3 separate regions of the Mus musculus genome follow, and all the other regions are linked to region 1. The links are chromatin contacts, called in public ChIA-PET and HiChIP or PLAC-seq maps. All regions are on one chromosome and are shown on one strand. The core of a region is the stretch at or near the end of the contact, and the rest is flanking DNA. Distances in the headings are between cores, read along the strand shown. Region 1 holds the start of Pacc1 (proton activated chloride channel 1). Region 2 has its middle 11 kb from the start of Gm32334. Region 3 has its middle 5.5 kb from the start of Gm32200.

Evidence for each region. ChIA-PET counts read pairs in DNA pulled down with a chosen protein or histone mark. HiChIP or PLAC-seq counts read pairs in DNA pulled down with a chosen protein or histone mark.
Region 2: an RNA polymerase II ChIA-PET map of memory CD8 T cells shows a contact between it and region 1, with 394 read pairs. The contact joins the enhancer-like site here to the promoter of Pacc1 in region 1. A contact is called at or near these places in 10 of 39 promoter capture datasets (the C10 cell line, cranial neural crest, embryonic stem cells and 4 more), 4 of 484 Hi-C or Micro-C datasets (liver and nephron progenitors), 7 of 115 datasets of contacts at active chromatin or transcription factors (the 230-238 cell line, double positive thymocytes, embryonic stem cells and 4 more) and 4 of 9 other capture datasets (adipose tissue, liver, macrophages and 1 more).
Region 3: a contact with region 1 is called in a FOXA1 HiChIP or PLAC-seq map of pancreatic cancer cells. The contact joins the enhancer-like site here to the promoter of Pacc1 in region 1. A contact is called at or near these places in 6 of 39 promoter capture datasets (the C10 cell line, embryonic stem cells, hematopoietic stem and progenitor cells and 3 more), 8 of 484 Hi-C or Micro-C datasets (the HL-1 cell line, the N1E-115 cell line, cortical glia and 5 more), 3 of 115 datasets of contacts at active chromatin or transcription factors (the 230-238 cell line, the SCID.adh cell line and pancreatic cancer cells) and 2 of 9 other capture datasets (adipose tissue and liver).

The regions. Positions count from the first base shown.
Region 1 is chr1:191,323,121-191,327,753 of GRCm38.p6, forward strand. It overlaps Pacc1 (proton activated chloride channel 1), which reads left to right and starts at 2,782. Exons shown (of 8, transcript NM_025864.4): 1 at 2,782-2,956. The coding sequence starts at 2,921.
Region 2 is chr1:191,496,024-191,500,656 of GRCm38.p6, forward strand. No RefSeq gene overlaps it. Among named protein-coding and RNA genes, the nearest start is that of Gm32334, 11 kb to the left of the region's middle. Within about 2 kb of position 2,423, at least 46 of the 459 cell types and tissues checked have an H3K27ac peak or open chromatin away from gene starts, as enhancers often do. A contact at or near this core is called in memory CD8 T cells and pancreatic cancer cells, where this site is marked.
Region 3 is chr1:191,468,258-191,472,890 of GRCm38.p6, forward strand. No RefSeq gene overlaps it. Among named protein-coding and RNA genes, the nearest start is that of Gm32200, 5.5 kb to the left of the region's middle. Within about 2 kb of position 2,649, at least 139 of the 459 cell types and tissues checked have an H3K27ac peak or open chromatin away from gene starts, as enhancers often do. A contact at or near this core is called in the 230-238 cell line, the N1E-115 cell line, adipose tissue and 5 more, where this site is marked.

The DNA.
Region 1 (4,633 bases), core at 1,532-4,031:
GTCTTCATGCAGGTTCTCCAACAACTGGAGCAGGGGCTGTCCCTGAGACTGTTGCCTACCTGTCTGCCTGTATATCCTGCACCCCTAAATGGACAGCCTTGTCTGGCCTTAGTGGGAGAGGATGTGTGCCTAGTCCTGAAATCCTCTTGTGTGGGGCTGTGGGTGTGTGGGTATGAGGGTATGGGGAATTAAGATGGGTGTGGGGGGAGGGTTGACATCCAGAGGGGGGCTTCCCTTTCTAAGGTAAATGGGGGGAGGACTTACTTGAGGGGGTACTGGGAGTAGAGGAAGGGCTGATATTGGTTTGTAAAGTGAATAAATAAATTTAATTTTAAAAGTTGTCCTCTGATCTCCACATACACACCACACACCATCACACACACACACACACACACATACTAGCAATGCATAAGACAAACAAGAAGGGACATGAGGAAACAGCCACCTGGCCTGAAAAACAGAAGTCACACACTTCTGAAGCATGACCCTGGGAGAAGAGTCCTTGGGGACCTCAAGGGCTGAAACCCCTATTTTATGTTCTCTCCACACTCGTTCCACAGAGCCACAGGAATGAGGGAGCTGGGTGTCTTGCTCATTTCTGGATCCGGTGTGGATGCGGCACAGTGTATGGTAGTGAGTATGGCCTCAGATCTATCTGGTTCTTCTCGGCTATTAAATCCTGTATGGCACATTCTATCAGCTACCCTTTTATCAACACAGTGGGAAATTTAATTAGTTCCTGGTATTTTTTTGGTTTGGTTTGGTTTTGGTTTTTAGTGACAGGATTTCTCTGTATAGCCCTGGCTGTCCTGGAACTCACTCTGTAGACCTCGAACTCAGAAATCTGCCTGCCTCTGCCTCCCAAGTGCTAGGATTAAAGGCGTGCGCCACCACCGCCCGGCTGTTGCTGGTATTTTTGTTTGGTAAATGTCTTTAGGGTTTGAATAACTCTGATAAAATGCTATGATCAAAGGTAACTTGGGAAAGAAAGAGTTTAAATTCACCTTACAGTTTAAAAATCTATCACCCAGGGAAGTCCGGGCAGGAGCTGATGTAGAGGCCATGGAGGAGTGCTGCTTACTGGCTTACTCCTCATGGCTTGCTCAGCCTGCTTTCTTATTGCACCCAGGACCATCAGCCCAGGCAGGGTGGCACTGCCCAAGTGAGCCGGGCCCTCCCACATCTATCACCAACCAAGAAAATGCACCACAGGCTTGCCCACCGGCCAATACAGTGGAGTCAGTTTTTTAATTGACTTTCACTCCTCCAAAGTTGTGTCCAGTTGACATAAAACCAGCTGGTACAATAACATTCATTAAATGAGATGTAAACTGGTATTCCATTAATGAACTTACCCAGAATTCGTTAGGTACCTACATGGTATTAAGCGCTACACATACTGACTGTCTATAGCTGCTTCCCAAAGTTTTGGCAACCATCAAGTGCGCATTTGTCTACATTCTGGCCCATTTAATAGATGGAAGAGCAGAGGACCAGGTGGCAGGGCAGGGAAGAGTGGTGGTAAGACACAAAGAGAGGAGCCCACTTCTCCCTGGCACACTTTGATAAAAATGTTAAACTTTTACCAGAGATCTGCTAAGTTCTTAAGTCTTCCTTCCGATGCTCATTCTGACATATAAGCAAGAGCTTTTACCAGATGAGGCAATTGGATGCCATGACCAATATTAGGCTGGAACCCCTGCTCACCCCCTGCACAAGGTAGGGAAACCACGCCTGCTCTCCTTCCCCAACCCTGCCCCCACAGAGACACCCTACCGCCACTCCTGTCTGCTTGGAGAAAACTCCTGGCTAACACATCATCACTCCTGTCTCCCTGTTTCCAGCATCCCACCAAGAGTGCCCACCCAGGGGCTTAGGTTTTGACCATGTATGGACACAAGACTAGCTCCTAGCTGGCAGGTCATCACTCCTTGCCTAAAACCTATAAAACTGCCTTGCTTTATTCTAGGAGTGGGACTTTGCTGACCCCCACCTGTGAGATTGGTGAACCCTCCTGAGAGCTGCCAGCTAATAAACCCGTCTTTATCTATTTTTAATCTGGCCTATATCTGTGTCACTGAGAGAGAGAAAATGTCTATCAACCAAGAGCAGATCCTGCTGGGCTCCACCTTCTGCCCTGGCTGTCTTACATAGACTCAGATAGCCAGCTGACTACCTCATGGCGGTACCAGCCACAGGTACTTACACACACTCTACAGGAACCTTAGTAAACTATACAACTATTGCAACCCATTGCTTGGCTCTGGAAGGTGCAACCTGAGCCAGGGTTGTTTCACACAGTCCATATCGACTGCTGGCTGTCACAAGCCTTGTTGAACTCTAGAATTTTGTTATTCCTTTCTCAGATGAAATAACTTCTCGATCATCACTCTCTCCCTATCCTTACTGACAGAAGGTATCCTCATTACCTCAGTGTACTAATCTGTAAAATAGAGAGAGAGAAAAAAAGTTTCCTTTGCAGGATTCCTTGAAGGATCAAGACGTAAGCGTACGGAGAGCTTGGTACACAAAGGGCTCTTTGGACATTTATTGTCATTATAAACCGCAAGGCCCAGTTTCCTCTCCCCTTACTGGGCGCTCCGACTGGCCTTTGTGCCATGCTGCACTCAGGCACTCCATTTTTCTGCCTGTAACAAAGAGAGGAAGTGCGAGGCTATTGCTTGCCTCTCTAGCGGGAGGTTGAGCCCAGCTGGTGCTTTCCCCACCGCTCCCGGCACCTAGAACTACAACTCCCAGCGTCGCCCGCGGCGGCAGCAAAAGATGCGCATGCGTTGAGCGCCGCCACGCCTGGTCTTGGGCGGTAGACTAGAGCGGGTCTTGCTTAGTAGAGCGGGCACATCTTGGAGCTCGCGCCTCCTGCGGCGTCGCGGTCCCTGGTGAGCCGTAGAGGGCCAGTGCCATGATCCGACAAGAACTCTCCACGTCCTACCAGGAGGTGCGGACCGGACGGGCGCGGAGGGCGGGCAGGGCGCCGCGACCCCGGTGCAGGTGGATGATTGGCACTCCGTGGCATGCGGGCTCTGCAGCAGGTGGAGCCCCTGCGTGGTCCCGGCACGCGGGGATAACAAGGGACCCTGGAGTCTGGCTGTGGGGAACGCGTGTGGCCAGCAGCTCCTCGGCAGCTCCTCGCCTTCCCCAGAACCCCAGCAGCCCTTTGTCTGTCGCCCGAACCTCCCGCTTCCCTTCGCAGAGCCGCGCTGGCTCCGGGCCCCTTCTGTTCCTCTGGTGTGGGGCTTCCCCGGCTCTGCCCTGCCTGGGTGTCTTTCCGCGACGCCGCATCCTTAGCCGTCAGCCACCACTGTCCAGGTTTGCTCGAGGCCGTGCAGCCGCCCCATGCCGTTAGACCTTGTCCAACCGGAGCAGCCCAACCTTAGCTTGTCTCCATGTCCGTCTCCACCCACGGAGGCCCTGGCCACACTGGAAACTCACACTCTCCAAACGAGTTAGCAGCGTGCTGAACTCAGCGCCCTGGGGTCACTGATGATCCCGGGTGAATACCAGGATGCAGACAGCTCTTGCTTCTGCGGAGTTTTGGGGTACTAGCTTCAGAGGACCGCAGTGTAGCAGAGCTTATAAGATAATGTATTGAAATACAGGCTGTTGTCCTGTTCGCAGAGCAAGGCCACAAGTAGATAGATTCAGGTGCTCACTGGAATCGTGCCTAATGGTAGAAGGCGTTAAAGAGGCCCCGCCTCCCTTTGCGTTCTTCAGATCTGTTTGAAGTCCCAAGAAGACTGGCTTGCATCTTTCTTGCCCGGGTTGTTTTGAGAGCGGACCTAATGAAATTAGGTATTTGCTGAGGTTCCGCTCTAGAAAGGAGCTTTCTGAGAAGTTTGGCCTGGGATAGGCAAAGGCTTGTGCTGGCTGCTGAGTATCAAGAAGGCGATTGGAGGGACGGGGATTGCCACTATACCTGGGTTCTTGGGACCACTGTCCCTCTTGAGTTTTGTTTTGTTTTGTTGTTGTTGTTTTGGTTTTTTTTTCTTTTATGTAAATCATCTAGGGTAAATGTGAAAGATCTCTGAGGGCTGGGGGTGTCTGTAGCCGAGATGGTTCAGTACTTGCTTAGTACTAGGAGGTAGAGGCTGAAGGCCCAGAAATTCGAGGTCATTCTCCACTATAGTGAGTTTGAAGCCAGCCTGGATTACATGAGACCCTGTCTCTGAGTGGAGAAAAGGTACCTTTTCATGTGATATCCCGATGAGCCTGGGCTGGACCCCTGCAAACCACGGGGTTCACCTGCCTAAAATGATGGGACACTGATCCCGGACTTTGCTTTCTCAGCAGCAAGATTTCTCCCGTCTGACAGGTCATGTGAGAAGACTGCTGAGCTAGATTGCGGTTGCCTGGTACCTGGACATCTGTCGCCCCTGCTTTGCCATTTGCACCCACATCTGTGGGCTTTAGTGTCCCACGGAGACACCAGTTTTGCTGTTGTCAGTTTTTTTTCTCTGAGTGGACTCTAAGCCACATTTCCTCTTCCTCTAGGAAGTGGTTAGGACCGTGGGCTTTGGAATGAGACCAAGGTGGCGTGATTTCTGTTTCACTAACTGACTGTGGCTCTGGGAGATGCTGAAGGGTGACTCCAGTACTTGTCCTGTTTGGACTCGGA
Region 2 (4,633 bases), core at 1,173-3,672, 170 kb after region 1:
AAGCGCTGCACTAATGCAGAAAAGAATTAACCAGCCGCGTCCAGCCCAGCCCAGACGACTTTGTCACCTCCTCACACCATCTATACAGCACAGCCAAAGTGGATTTACCATCATTGGCAACTTGACGACACGCTACAATGCAGCTTACAATTGTCAGTAACTCCTGCTCCAGGGGTCTTACACCCTCACACAGACATACCTTCAACACAAATGTACGTAAAATAAAAATAAGTAAATTACATAATCACCGTAGAAACAGACCTCCATGTGCTCCCATGAGGGTGTTTCTAGGAATCTTTAACTGAAGAGAGAGGACATATCCCAAATGTAGGCAACACCACACCTCGAGCTGGGGTCCCAACCTGAAGAACAAAGAAAAAGCAAGCTAAGCACCCACACTCCCTTCTCTGCTTGCTTCTGTGGTTACAATGAGACCAGCCTCCTTGATCTCTTGGGGCCATGCCTGTCCTGAGCTATGCACCTTGGAACTGGGAGCCTCCGTCCTCCTTAAGTTGCTATTGTCAGGAATCCAGTCACACCAAGGAAAAGAAGAATGACTGATCAGGCAGTTTGCCTCTCATTTGTTCATGCTTCCAGATTTTGAATGCTTAATATCACTAGTATTCAATATTTAGCTTTATTAGGCTAAGGTGTTGCTGGGTAAAATCCCTGTCTCAGGAGTTCATAGTTTGGGAATTAAGCAAAATCAGAAACATAAAACTGTCCTATTTCAAGTTCAGTTTGGAAGGAAGGAAATAGACTTCTCCCATGGGTTTAAGCAGTGAAGTCAAAATCTAACAAAAGGGCACAGACAGGAGCATAAGAACTAAAGTTGCTTCAGATGAGTCACCCATTCAGCCAACATTTGCTGACTGCTCCCTTAAGGCCTGTGGCAGGCTGGGAACAGACAGTTTCTGGGTTTTGCTTTTGTTTGTTTGTTTGTTTGTTTGTTTGTTTTAGAGGCAGGGTTTCTCGGTGTTGCCCTGGCTGTCCTGGAACTCACTCTGTAGACCAGGTTGACCTTGAACTTGGAGCTCTGCCTGCCTCTGCCTCCTGAGTGCTGGGGTTAAACACTTTCCATTTTTATGGAGCAGCGTTCAGAAGAGTGGGCTTCAGACAGTGAGAGGGAGATTGCAACCTGGACCTACTGCTGCTGATTCTGTGCATGAGCGAGCTGCTGGCCTTCTCTGAGCCTCACAGTCCTTAGCCAAAAACAGAGGGCCAGCAAAGTGGCCAGAAAATGCGGGAAAGTTCCATGAGTTTGCCCTCTGACCTTTGCAGACACACATTTATGTAATACACATTGTCCATACACACAGTATCAAATTTAAATTTTTCAGGGCTGGAGAGATGGCTCAGCGGATAAGAGTACTGACTGCTCTTCTGAAGGTCCTGAGTTCAAATTCTAGCAACCACACGGTGGCTCACAACCACCGGTAATGAGATCTGACACCCTCTTCTGGTGTGTCTGAAGACAGCTACAGTGTGCTTATATATAATAATAAATAAATAAATCTTTGGGCCTGAGCGAGCAAGGCCAACAGGAGTGAGCAGAGGTCCTAAAAATTCAATTCCCAATAACCACATGAAGACTCACAACCATCTGTACAGTTACAGTGTACTCGTATACATAAAATAAATAAATAAATCTTAAAAAAATTTCAAACGGAGAAACTGTCTAACACACTGGATCACTGAGAATGGCAGGGTTCTTTAGATTTTTTTTTTTTTTTTTTTTTTTGGTTGTTTGTTTGGCTTGCTTTGGCTTTCTAAGACAGGGCTTCTCTGTATAGCCTTAGCTGTTTTGGAGCTCCCTCTGTAGACCAGGCTGGCCTCAAACTGACAAAGATCCCTCTGCCTCCACCTCCGCCTCCGCCTCCACCTCCGCCTCCGCCTCCGCCTCCGCCTCCGCCTCCGCCTCCGCCTCTGCCTCCTTAGAGCTGGGGTTAAAGGTGTGCACCTCACCACCTGGCTAACAGTTGTATTTTTTTAATGTTATATTTATTATTATTGTGGGGAAGCACATACCAGGATAGTGGACATGTGGTTGGAGTCAGTTCTGCACACCTTTGTATGGGTTCCAGGGACTAAACTAAGGTCACTTAAGCTTGCAAGACAAGTCTCTTTCCTTTACCTGCTGAGCCATCTCCCTGGCCAGCTCTATCTTCATTGATAGAACATAGCTGTGTTCCATGCACAATCACGTGTAAGTGTGAGCTGCCCAATGTGTGGCTGCTGCACTCAGCTCTTGTCTGCTACAACAACGGCTTGTTGGATTAACTGTCCCAGCTCACACTGGGTTTCGGTGGTGTCTGTAAACTGGGTGCCCTCAGAGCTGTGTCCCCGCTCCCAAGTACATTCACTGTTCAAGGGCCTCCGCCGGACTGAGTCAGCTCTCACTGCTTGGGTGGGGCAGGAAGCTGCCACGGATGAAGCTTGCTCTTCTGCTCCTTCAGGCTCCTATGTGTTCCTTCAGTTTCCACTCCTACCAACGCCCAGGTTCTTGAACTCGCTTGGCCTGCCTCCACTCTTGCTGTCCAGGTTGGCACTGGCTTGTCTGCTTGCTGCTGACTTCCTGACTTAACTGACCAAGTCCAAAGCCCCCGTCTGTCTTGTGGCTTGATGAATACAGCGTTACCTGTCTTAGAAGTCACCACTAACCTTGCTGTCTCTCACCCCGACACAGCAGCTGCTACCCTCTGCTCCAACATGACTGTGTTCTGTTTTGGTTGCGAGCCTGGCCTTTAACAGCTGAGCCATCTCTCCAGCCCTCACCCAACCCTCTCAATATGCATTCTGAGTTCTGGGAGTGTGCAGGGAATGTGCAAATGGACAGCTTGCCCCTTCTCTGAGACACTGTCACCGTCTTCATAAGCACAAAAATGGTGCTGCTGCCGGGAACAGTGGCACACAGCTTCAGTCCCAGCAGAAGTGGGCTGGTCTGTGAGTCTGAGGACAGCCTGGTGCATGTGGACTGAGCAGAGACTAGGTCCAGTGAAGAGGGTGAGAAGACCTGGTCTGGACTCAGAGGGATGTATGCAAAGTTCCCCAGGCTGACTCCTTCTCCCAAGTTCTCTGCTTGGAAAACAGACTCAACTCAGAGTTTAAAATGTCAGCAGTGAATAGATAAGTTAGGGCATATTCATCCTTGGAACATTATTAATTAAAAGGAAAATAAAATCCTTCCACAGGACCTTTGACCCAGTGATTTTTCACGATGAATTTTATGATCCACATATACTTTCCCAGGAGTTCAAAGGTGAATATATAAGGAAGGGCCCTGAAGAAGTGTTTCTATAAGTTAAAAGTTAGAAGAAGCTAAGGGGACATCATAAAACCTGCCACCAAAGCTGGTGACTGGAGCTCAATCGCTGAGTTCCACATTGTGGAAGGAGAGAACCAGTCCCACAAGTTGTCTTCACACTGTGCATATGTGCATGAGTACACACACACACACACACACACACACACACACACACACACACGTCATTTATAAAAGGATACTCTCCAGGCTGGTGAGATGGCTCAGTGGGTAAGAGCACCCGACTGCCCTTCCAAAGGTCCGGAGTTCAAATCCCAGCAACCACATGGTGGTTCACAACCATCCGTAACGAGATCTGACTCCCTCTTCTGGGGTGTCTGAAGACAGCTACAGTGTACTTACATATAATCAATAAATAAATCTTTAAAAAAAAAAAAGATACTCTCCATACAAAAAGAGGTTTTGGGGTTTGGTTTTGTTTTGAGTTGGGAGGCACACGGCACCGTGTGTGTGGTCACAGGATGGTTTTTGTCGAGTCAGCTCTCTCCATGCCTCTCTTGTGGCTTCCAGGGATCCAGCTCATGTTGTCAGGGTTATGTGACAAGCACCTTCACCCACTGCCTTAGTCACTGTCCTATTGCTGTGAAGAGACACCATGACCAAGGCAACTCTAAGAAGAGAAGCATTGAACTGAGGGCTTGCTTCCGAAACATCCTGCCTTCAAACACAGTCACACAGCGGGTTAGAATCCGGCATATGAGCAGCTGCAGGCATTGGGCTGCTGCATTTCTCAGAAGAAACTCCGGGATAATTTCAGCTAGAAACTGACAGACCTGAGTTTCAAAATGATATTTCAAGTTTAAAAATCAGAAAATACCGATGTCCCAGCTCTCAAGAGGTTGAGGCATGAAGCTCCTCCCTCCAGCCTCTGTTGTACTCAGGTCTTCAGATAAAGAGGAGCCCTGCCCTCAAACATATACCTGCTCCACTGAGGTCTACAAATTCATCTCATTCACACAGGTCGTCACCAACACATCCAGAAGAACCCCTGAGAAAACTCACGGCACCTCACGGCCCTGTCAGGTCTACACGTAAAGTGAAACACCAGTAAATAAAAAATCTGGGTCAACGCATCCCTTTGATGATAAAAATGAGAATTTGGGCCGGGCGTGGTGGCGCACACCTATAATCCCAGCGCTGGGGAGGCAGAGGCAGGCGGATTTCTGAGTTCGAGGCCAGCCTGGTCTACAAAGTGAGTTCCAAGACAGCCAGGGCTATACAGAGAAAAACTGTCTTGAAAAACCAAAGAGAGAGAGAGAGAGAAAAAGAGAGAGAGAGAGGGAGAGAATTTGGGCTTGAGGGGTAGTACAG
Region 3 (4,633 bases), core at 1,399-3,898, 150 kb after region 1:
CTCAGGAATATAAGACAGGAGGGTCAGAGATTCAAGTCTAGCCTGGGCAATTTAGTCTCCAAATATAAAGTTAAAAAGGAGCCAGAGCTGGGCAGTGGTGGTGCACGCTTTTAATCCCAGCACTTGGGAGGCTGAGGCAGGCGGATCTCTGAATTCGAGGCCAGCCTGGTCTATATAGAGTGACAACCTATAGACAGGACAACCAGGGCTACACAGAGAAACCCTGTCTCAAAATAAAATAAAATAAAATAAACAAACAAACCAAAAGGAGCCAGAGCTGTAAATCAGTGATAACATAGAAAAAGGGAGGAGGGGGGAGAAGAGGGAGAAGGGGAGGAAGGAGAGGGTAAGAGAGAGGTAGAGGGGGGGGGGGAGAGGAGGGAGAGAGGAGAAGGGAAAGAGGAGGAGGGAGAGGAGGAGGGATAAGAGGGAAAGGAGGGAGAGGAGAAGGAGGGAGAGGGGGAGGAAGGAGAGGGAAAGAGAGGGGAGGAGAGGGGAGGAGAGGGGGAGGAAGGAGAGGGAAAGAGAGGGGAGGAGAGGGGAGGAGAGGGGGAGGAAGGAGAGGGAAAGAGAGGGGAAGGAGGGGGAGGAGAAGGAGGGAGAGGGAGAGTAAGGAGAGGGAGAGAGAGAGGGGAGGAAGGGGGACCTCCTAGTGGAGTTTCCCTGCTGCCTACCTCTGCTCACCTCACTTCCACAGCTTTCATCTCTGACCCTCAGTGATCTGCCTACCAATGGCCAGTCAGTAGTTCTCTCTGCAGGAAATTCAGCTCTTTGTCATGCCAGGCGCATGGCTGGACAGCTCCTCTGCTGCCAGGGGCACTGAAGCCTTAGCCTTGTGTTAAGGAAAGGAGGGCTCCGTCCTGACTCTATTTACTGGCCATAAGACATGAGACCTGAGCAATCCTCACCCCAGAGATTAAAGAAAGTTGTCATAAACCCCACCAAGTGATGGGGGAACGGGCTCAGACACAATCTGCCAGGGTCAGAGACAGGGTTCCCCTAGAGACCTGTCTGCTTCCATAGCCTGTCTTTCCCACCAAGCACTTGGCCTCTGAGTGTTCTTAGTCCCATTCAGATGAGCACTTAATATTCTAGTACACCAGTGCCTTGGAGCAGGGAACAATCGAGAGTTGTTTGTGACCCTTCCTTGGAAAAGGGAGTCAGCTCTCCCAGAAGAGTTTCCTATTCTGTATAAAGTCTGGACACTCTTTACAGACTTCCCCCACTGGCTCTGGGGTAAGATTCCAGCAAAGGACCATGGAGCAATAACATGTTACCCACATAAGCAAATCTCAAGCACCAACTCCCCAAGAAACCCCTAAGTGGTAAAACTGTCTTCTTGTTAAGCTTTGAAATTAAGAGTCTAAGTAGAGGGGCCAGAGAGATGGCTGTTCTTGCAGAATACCAGAGTTCAGTCCCCAGCACCATATAGCAGCTCACAGCAATCTGTAACTCCAGCTCCAGGGTACAGATGCCCTCTTCTGGCCTCCTCAGGAACCGAACACGCATAATGCACATACGTGTGTGTGTGTGTGTGCAAGCAAAGCATATGCACATCATATAAAAACCATACATACATCAAATAAACACAAGCTAACCTATTTTAACAAGAGTCTGAAGCAGAGACACTTCAGTCAACTGTCCGAGGCAGTTCAGCTAGAAAGTGGCTGGCCAAAGTGTCAACACAGCACAATGGCTCTTCCTTCTGGCTGCCTCCAGATTAGCCTGGTTTTGTTTTTAACAGGGTCTTGGGGAGAAAATGCCTTCTCTCTGGATTACCTAGAACTAACACTAACCACACAAGGACTGAGGTCAATAGGATATTCTGAGACAAATAAAGCTTTGGCAATCACTCCTCTTCTCCCCTAAAACAGTTGTCAAATTTGCAGGCTCCCTTGTGGCTCTTCAGCCCTGCGGATTCACTGTGTGACTTCTGCAGGCTCCCATGTGGCTTTTGAGTGGATTCTTTGTATCCTCCTCCTCTGTCTCTGTTATCTCAGTCTCCTGCTTCCTCCAATCCACACTGCTTTTCTCAAAGGAGTCTACTGCGGGTGGTGGGTGGAGGAAAAGGAAACGCAGAGGAGGGGTAAGAAGCAGCCCCTTTACTGGGAAGCGTGGAGACAGTTTTTAGATCCTGAGATCCGCCTGCAAATAGAGTATGCATCATGCAGATAATACAGTCTATGTAAACACTGCATACTTGGACACGCTTTGCACCAGAGTCTATGCACACTGAGCCTGTTCTCCTGGAGCTTAGGGGTAATGAATTAGACGATGAGCCCTACACCAGACTTGAGTGTTGATGATCTGGGATTCTGTGTCTATGACATGAGCCCCAGTCCGGCCTCAGAGAGGGGCTGTAAAGACAGGAGGAACATGACTCAGCAGGGACCCTTTTTCGCTCCTCTGTTCCTCTCTAGCCTTTAGTGATGGCTTACCTCTTCCCTCCCACACAGACGCACCTGATTTCCCACACTCTTCCCTCTCCTCCAAAGCTCTCATCCAGAGGCCTCGCCTCTCTCCTTGTACGTGGGGAGCTGTGTTCTTGGCTCTGAGACACATTTCTTAAATTGTTTGCCACAGTTGAGAGTGACTCAGCCGTTGCTTAGGGATTTAATTAGCCAGCAATAGGAGGCTTGAAAGAGATCAGCCTCTGGGGACTTTCTTCCTTCCTGGCTGGGTGAGAACGAAATAACAAGAAACCTGGAACTATCCTGTCCTCTACAGAAGGCACAGTCACACAGGGCAGATTCGAGCATTTACAACGTAGCTGCTCAAACTAAGATGTACAGAAAATATAAAATATGCACCCAACCAAAGGTTTATATGAAAATTAAATATCTCATTAAGTTAATATTTATTACAAGTTTAAATGACAATGTGATTGTTTTATTAGCTTCAACCACTTTTTAAAACGGGGCTGCTAGACCATTTAAATTTACCTACGTGCCTCTTGGGTGTTGCTGCTATAGCAACATCCAAGTATTCTCAATTTAATAGTGTATTCTCAATTTAATAGTGACTTAACATACCAACATTTTGACACTACTTTTGGTTTTTGGGTTTGGTTTTGTTGGGTTTTGTTTTCATTTATTCTGTTTTTGGTGTGTGTGTGGGGGGGGGGGGAGAATGCTGCATGCGGTCCACAGCATGTGTGTGCATGTGAGAGAACAACTTGTTTGTGTTGCTTCTCTCCCTCCTTGTGGGTCTCAGGATCAAACTCAGGCCCTCAGCCTTGCCCAAATCTCCTTTACCTGCTGAGTCATCTTGCTAGCCCAATATATAATTATTCTTTATTTGTATTTAATATTTGCTTGTCATTCCTTTACATGACTTAAAAAAAATTTTTTTTGAACACCCAAGAAAAAAATTTTAAGATAAAACCTCAAGGATCAGGGTGTGGTGAGACACACCTATAATTCCAGCAATGGGGAGGTAGAGATAGGAGGATTAGACAGGTTCATTCTTAGCTATGTGGAGACTTTGAAGCCAGTCTCAAACAGAAAACAAAACAAAACAAAATTCAACGAGACAACTGGTCAGGAAAAGACAATAGTAGGTGCAAATGCCTTCCCTTTCCTTGGGATTATATACGAACTTCCTTCTGTATTCAGACAAAAACAGGTAAGTGTAATTGTGCAATGGAAGCAGTAAAGGGTTTAAGAGCCCCAAGAGGTGCCTTTCCGCAGGGATAATAGAGATTTGGAAGTGGGTGACCGCTTCTGCATATTAACCACAAGGCTTTGTCTCTTCCACCTCTGTGGAGAAAACAAAATCTGATTTGATGGGGAAAAAAGGAAGACCATAAATAAAGGGGTGTGTTGTTCCTGGAGGGGGCCAGTCTCCTCTGCGGCATTCTACCTAGAAGCCCTCTCTTCTGTGATGCTAAACCTCAAGGCCAGGGCCAGATGGGTAGAGAGATGAATGATGGGAAAGACCAAGGTGAACCCCAGCATCCTGACTCTGAGGCTGCACTGCTCAGAGTTGCTGCTGCATAATCTCATCACAGCAACTCCAATCTTAAAAAAAAAAATTTTTTTTTGAGACAGGATCTCTCTATGTAACCTTAGCTGTCCTAGAAGTCACTATGTAGACCAGATTGTCCCTGAACTCACAAAGATCCACCTGCCTCTGCCTCCTGAGTGCAGGGGATTAAGGCATGCACCCCTATACTTGGCCTTAAAAATGATCTTAATATGTGTATGCACGTGCATATGTGTGCCCCCACAGAGGCAAGAAGAGGGTGTTGGATTCCCTGGAGCTAGAGTTATAGGCTGTTGTGAGCTGCCCGTTGTGGGTACTGGAAACCTAAGTCAAGTTCTCTTTTGCAAGAGCAGTATGTGCTCTTTACCTCTGAGCCGTCTCTCCTGCCCCTAATGTGATCTTCCTGGAGGAACTTAAGGTCAGCGATGGATGAAGGAGAGCTATCCAGCTGGCACAGGCACCTGGAGGCATCCAAAGATACCAACAGCACTGTACACTGCTCCTGGCATCTCTTGCCAGGACAAAAGTCTAACCGTGTGTGCCAAGACTACTCCTGTCGTTTTCCCAAAATGCATTCATTAGTCATCATGATCATGACCTGTTGCCTAGGAGGCTCATAACCCAAAAGAACAGATTTGTTGGTTATCCA